Regions from separate parts of the Oryctolagus cuniculus genome. Here region 2 is linked to region 1. The links are chromatin contacts, called in public Micro-C maps. All regions are on one chromosome and are shown on one strand. Each heading gives the region's core, a stretch centred on a gene start, on an enhancer-like site or on the middle of the called end of the contact. The rest is flanking DNA. Distances are from core to core; before and after follow the strand shown.

Region 1 (2,942 bases), core at 116-2,615:
CACTTGACTTCTTACCTCCACTCTTTGCCTCCCATAGGAGGGAGATGCTAGGGAGAGTTACATCAGCCCTACTCCCTGGGGGGTGTGGTGCCTGGCAGCTGGAGGCCTCCTGACCTTGACGTGCTGGAATCTAGGCGGACTTCAGCAAGGGGGAGACCCGCCAAGAAGGCAGCAGCAGGAATCCAGAGGGCGGGGAACACGGGATCATGTGTACCATCAGTCTCCACATCTGTCGAGTGAGGCTGATGGCACAGGCCCCGCCCACCCCCCCAGGGCTGCAGCCAGGACTGGGGGAGGCAGTGAGCACTGCCACTGTGCCCCTGTGAGTGGCACTGGGGTCACAGTGCCACTGTGCCAGGCTCTTCAGTCCTGCTTCAATCTGAAAGTCAGATTCCATCTCAGACCTGGGGAAACCTGAGACCCCACAGCAGGTAAGGGCATGTCCCGGACATGGGGCCACAGAACCTGCTGTCACAGTGCTGACCCCTGTCCGTGGGTCCTGCTCAGATCCAGACCTGGTTGTCCCACACCAGTGGGCGGGCCCCGTCTGGGGCAGCAGGCACCACACCCAAGGGCAGCCCACCCCACCCAGCCAAGAGACCAGAAGGTGGCATGGCCAGATGACTCTGCCTGGAGGGGTGAGGGTAATGAGCGAGGCCATGGCAACAGTTCCTGAGCAGGTTTGGCAGGTCAGCATGGATGAGGGAGGCAGGACAGGCACCAGACAGGAGCTGGGATACTCTGAGCTCATGAGGACAGAGAGCAGGCACTGGGGACTTCCCCACATCCAGGGTCTACCTACTTCCACCCCTGCACACCTCACAGCATGCCCTACTGTGTCTGATCCCAAGTCTCACTCTGTGGCTATCGTCCATGCTAACCTGGACATCTGACGGCCACACTATGGTATTAAACAACTAACGTGAGCAGGAGTCAAAGCACAGGGCAGAGGGTCTGATGGGAACTGGAAGGCAGCACAGAGAGGGTGGCATGAGCACATGTGAACTTGATGTCTGTCGGCTCCACTGCGGGTGCTGACAGGGGTGCTTGTCCCTGGACCAGACCCAGCCTGACGGGCGCAGGGCCTCCCAGGCAGCACGGTCCCAGGGAAGAGCAAAGCACTTGACATCCAGAAACCCAATTCCAGCAGCTCTGCCCCTAACAGTGTGACCTTGAGCAAGTCCCCTTTTGGGGTCACCTGTGTTCCATCTGTGTGAGAGGGGACATTGAGTTACTTCACCTCAAAGGCCCTTCCCAGTCCTGATCCTAATTCTGAGACGTATGCTCCCTCCTCTGCCTGCCCCTGGTCATAGCACTGGCAGGGAAGAGCTCCGGCTGCTCGGGACAGGCCCAGGAGTCCCAGCTATGCTGCCCGGCAGGCCACGCGGCGCTGGCTCAGGGCCAGCACTCCACCCTTTCTGGCATCCACCGTGGCCTCGGAGCAGCAGCTGGGGCTGGATTCCAGACTAAATATGGAGCCCCAGAGCCAGCCTTCCCCCCACCTGCAGGCCCAGGCTCCCAAACCTCAGTAGCAATGGCCTCTCGCGGGGCGGCCCTGCAGCCCGCCCAAAATGCTGATACGAAAAGTCTGCACGCGGCCAAAGGCCAGGTGGCGGTCAGGAGGCCAGAGCGACAATGGACTTCCAGAGCAATCAGAAATGAAACGGCAGCGTGAGGCACGGGCCTCTGTAGGGACACAGAGCCAGCCTGGCCGTTTAATAAAACAGAGAGGAGAGGAAAACGGAAGCGCCTGTGAACGGCCAAGCCTCTTTCCAAAAGGGAAACAGTGACAAAAAGCTAGAAAGTGAAAATGACGCGTCTGTGAGCCGCGGTGAATACCTGTCTTAGCAGAAGGCCTGGGGGCTGCGGTCCTCGTCCTCACACACAGACACCGCCCAGGACCCGCCAGGTGTCTACGGCAGGTGCAGGTGTCATGAGTACTGCCCTGAGAGCGTCCAACCTGACACACCAGACAGAACCACACCCCAAGGGGAGCCAGCGCGGGCCACACCTCCAAGTCCTAGAAGCAGGTGCCATCCACGGTCCTGCTGTGAGGTCAACGGTGTCCTCCCTCTCACCCCCAAAATCAGCTGCAGCCCTGGGCCCCAGGCACCCTGAGAGTGTGGCCTTCATTGGAAACCAGGCCTGAACAGATGGAGACAGGAGAGGATGCAGCCATGCTGGATCAGGGGAGGCCCTAGCCCAGTGAGTGATGCCCTCAGTCATGGAAGACACAAGCACAGACACACACCCATGGAGACAGCTGTGTGAAGACGGAGGCTGGGAACAGCGACGTGTCTGCCGCCCGGGAGCACTGGCGATGGCTGGCAGCTAAGAGAGAGCCTGGAGCAGACCTTCCCCAACAGCACCAGAGCAACCGACTCTGCAGATGGTGTCACCCCGGACTTGAAGCTGCCAGGACCGACTACTGTTACAAGTCACTTGGGCTGTGATCATCTGTGTCTACAGCCTAGGAAATGTTCACAACCACGACAGGCCCCACTACAGACCCCCAGCAGTGCAACCCTGAACTTGCTCCTTCCCTGGGGCCTTGTTTGTCTTTGCTATAAAATTTTCAAAGTTGGGCCAGAAGCCCCCTTCCAGCTTTGACTCCAAGCCAAGGTTCTTACATTGACTAAGACTCTGGAGGAGGCTGGGAGAGGGGCACACAGAGGGTGTTCCCAAGGAGAGACAGGGCCTGCCCCCTGCCCACACCGTGGCTGAGAGCTGAAAGAAACAGAGAAGCAAAGTCCTGCCTTGGTCAAGGGCGAGTCAAGTTCATCTGTTCAGGCCTGCACTCAACCCTCCTTGGCGTGGAGAAGATTGGAGGTGGAGGACCAGTGGGGAGAGGCCGGAAGTATGAGCTAAGCCAGAACAGACGGGGCCTGCCCCAGTGAGAGCCATGCAGAGCTGGGCAGATGACGCGTGGACAGCCCAGTGAG
Region 2 (2,942 bases), core at 179-2,678, 89 kb after region 1:
TCCGGGACTCTGACGCTGGGATCTGCATTTTAATAGCGGCCAATGCCTCTGTAAAGGTGGGATTTTGGGCAGCTGTTACAGGCCGGGGAAAGGGAGTAATCATGAAGCCTTCCACAGAGACCCAAGGATCCCGCCTTCCAGTGCCCTGACTCACACGCCCCCTCCTGCTCTTGAGTTGGAGGGGGCGGTGTCTCCCCTGCACGCGCCCCGAGGAAGGGGTGCACATCCTTCGCAGTTCCTCTCTTCCCTCCAAAGCTGGAAGAGCTCAGAGCAGCTCAGGCCTGTCCACAATGCAGCGTGGCGTGCACGATCCTCCGGTGCCTCCGAGCCTGCGTGTGTCACACACGTGGGGCAAGGACACAGGACCCTACCTGTGTCCCGGTCTTCACGACCTCTCACGGGAGGGCTGTGTTCGGAGTCAATAGGTCTGGGTGTGAATTCTGCTCCTGCCACCATACAAGGGGCTTGGAAAAGCTCCTGTAGATGATGTACTGTGAAAAAACACCATGCAGGGACTTCAATTGTTTTTGCACCCAAAGAAGCTCATCTTTAATCCCAGTTTTTAGAGTCCCATTGTGCCGGCGCTGCGGCTCACTAGGCTAATCCTCCGCCTGTGGCGCCGGCACACCGGGTTCTAGTCCCGGTCGGGGCGCTGGATTCTGTCCCGGTTGCCCCTCTTCCAGGCCAGCTCTCTGCTGCAGACAGAGAGTGCAGTGGAGGATGGCCCAGGTGCTTGGGCCCTGCACCCGCATGGGAGACCAGGAGAAGCACCTGGCTCCTGGCTTTGGATCAGCGCAGTGCGCCGGCCATAGCGGCCACTTGGGGGGTGAACCAACAGAAAAAGGAAGACCTTTCTCTCTGTCTCTCTCACTGTCTAACTCTGCCTGTAAAAAAAAAATTTAAAAAATAAAGAGTCCCCTCGTGTAACTCCGGGCCTCTTAATTTTCCTGAGCCTGGTTTCCACATTTGCAAAATAGGCATGGCCACAGTCATGAGGACTGAAGGATCCCAGTGACCAAGCTACAGGCTGTGGCCTTAGGCAAGTTACTCACCCTCTCTGTTCTTCTGTACTTATCCCGTGGGTTGTACCGAGGCATGAGTTAATATTGCAGAGTGTGTACAGTATCTTGCGCCGACAAAGCATTTGTTGGTGTTGACTGTTACTAGTGCAAAGGCATGCAGACCTCTCCTCACTCTCATGCGTGCAGGATTTAGCTACAGGGGTCTGGTTCTCCTAAGCCATCCTAGAAAATCAACCCACTGAACCGGGCTTTGAACAGGGTCAAGCAGCCAAGTCGCTGTCATGCAACAGAAAAAAAAAGTAATAGCGCCACCTAGTGGAGCCTTGTAGTAAGTGCAAGGCCGGGCCCAGGGCGGCTGGCTGAGGGCCGGTGGCGGACAGCCGTGGCCCAGGGGGCGCTCATCTGCGCAGCCTTCACAGCGGCCGTCCTGCTCGGGAGCCCGCGGCCGGTGGCGGTGGGAGACACAGGAGTGCACACAGCGCCCTGCCTTTGCGGAGCTCCCACAGGACGCGTGGGCGTTCTTTGCTGTGTGATCCTGGACAAGCCGGTGTGTCTCTGAGCTGCAGTTCCCTGGTTTGCAGAGGGACTTAGTAAATAGTGAGCACGGCTTGCTTTTTGAAAGTTTTATTTATTTGAAAGGCAGAAAGAGACAGACACAGACACAGATCCCTCATCCTCTGGCTTACTCTCCCAATGGGAGCTCAACCCAGGCCTCCCACGTGGGTGGCAGGGACCCAGGAATCTGGGCCATCACCCTATCCGAATGCCAGTTTGAGTCCTGGCTGCCCTGCTTCCGATCTGCCTTCCTGCTGATGCGCCGGGAAAGCAGTGGGCGATGCTTCAAGTGCTGGGAGTCCCTGGCACTCATGTGGAAGACCCGAATGGAGTTCCAGGCCCAGCCTGGCCCAACCCTGGATGTTGGGAGCATCTGGGACGTGAACCACTGCATGAGAGAGTTCTCTCGTGCTCCCTCCTGCTCTGCTTTTCCAATCTAAAAAAAATTAATAAGCTCAAAAAAGAACGTGTATGGCGACATAGGCATAGATTTGCTGCAAACAGCAGGCCGTTGTGTAAGTGGGACTTGAGCTTTTGTGGATTCGGACATCCGAGACGGGGCTGCAACCCTCCGTGGCCGCCCCCGTGGAAAGGGACCCGCTGTGCGGACTTTGGTGTCTCTCCTTCGTGGGCATCATTTCCGTTACCGCCTAGGATATGTCTTCCCGGACAACACATGGCAGAGTTGCGGATTTGAGAGCTCCATGTAAATGTATCATACAGTGTGTATCTGTCCTTGACTGCCTGGGAGCCATGACTACATGCCACAGACAGGGCAGCTTAAACAACAGACACTTAGCTTCCTCCCAGTTCTGCAGGCCGGAAGTCTCGGGTCACGGTGCCACCAAGGTCGCTGCCCTCAGAGCACTGGTCCCTAGGTCTGTAGGCAGCCGCAGTCCCCACTCCCCATGCTCGAACCACCTCCCTTTCTGCCTGTTCAGAAAGAGCAAGCGCCAGCCCTCTGGCGTCTCTTCCTGTAGGTCTCTAAGCCGTCAGCAAGCTCCCACACTCAAGACCTCCTCTCGCTGTAAGCACCTCCCGCAGGCCCTGCCTCCAATACCACCGCATTCAGAGCGAGAGTGTCAACGTGTTCATCCGGAGGGGACGGGGACACAAACATGGGGCCCATTGCATCCCGTCCTGCCCCCACCTCCTGTCCTGCCTCAGTGTAAAAAGCACATTAACGCTTTCTCCCTGGTCCCCAGGGTCTTAGCTTGTTCCAGCATCAGCTCCCGGGTCTGAAGTCCAACGTGTCGTGCGCACAGCAGTTACCTGAGGTGCGGGTGAGCCGCAAGGTGGGATCCACTTCGAGGTGAGATTCCCTCCCGGGGCCGGCACTGTGGCGCAGCGGGTTAAGCCACCACT

The links. Hi-C and Micro-C count contacts between places; a contact is called where the count stands out from the background.
Region 2: a Micro-C map of ear pinna shows a contact between it and region 1, with 3 times the contacts expected there. The contact joins two enhancer-like sites. A contact is called at or near these places in 2 of 6 Hi-C or Micro-C datasets (ear pinna and an unstated tissue).

The regions. Positions count from the first base shown.
Region 1 is chr10:29,228,451-29,231,392 of mOryCun1.1, forward strand. The region is part of intron 2 of CTIF (cap binding complex dependent translation initiation factor); the gene reads right to left. Among named protein-coding and RNA genes, the nearest start is that of CTIF, 65 kb to the right of the region's middle. Within about 2 kb of position 1,366, at least 6 of the 8 cell types and tissues checked have an H3K27ac peak or open chromatin away from gene starts, as enhancers often do.
Region 2 is chr10:29,317,408-29,320,349 of mOryCun1.1, forward strand. No RefSeq gene overlaps it. Among named protein-coding and RNA genes, the nearest start is that of CTIF, 24 kb to the left of the region's middle. Within about 2 kb of position 1,429, at least 1 of the 8 cell types and tissues checked has an H3K27ac peak or open chromatin away from gene starts, as enhancers often do.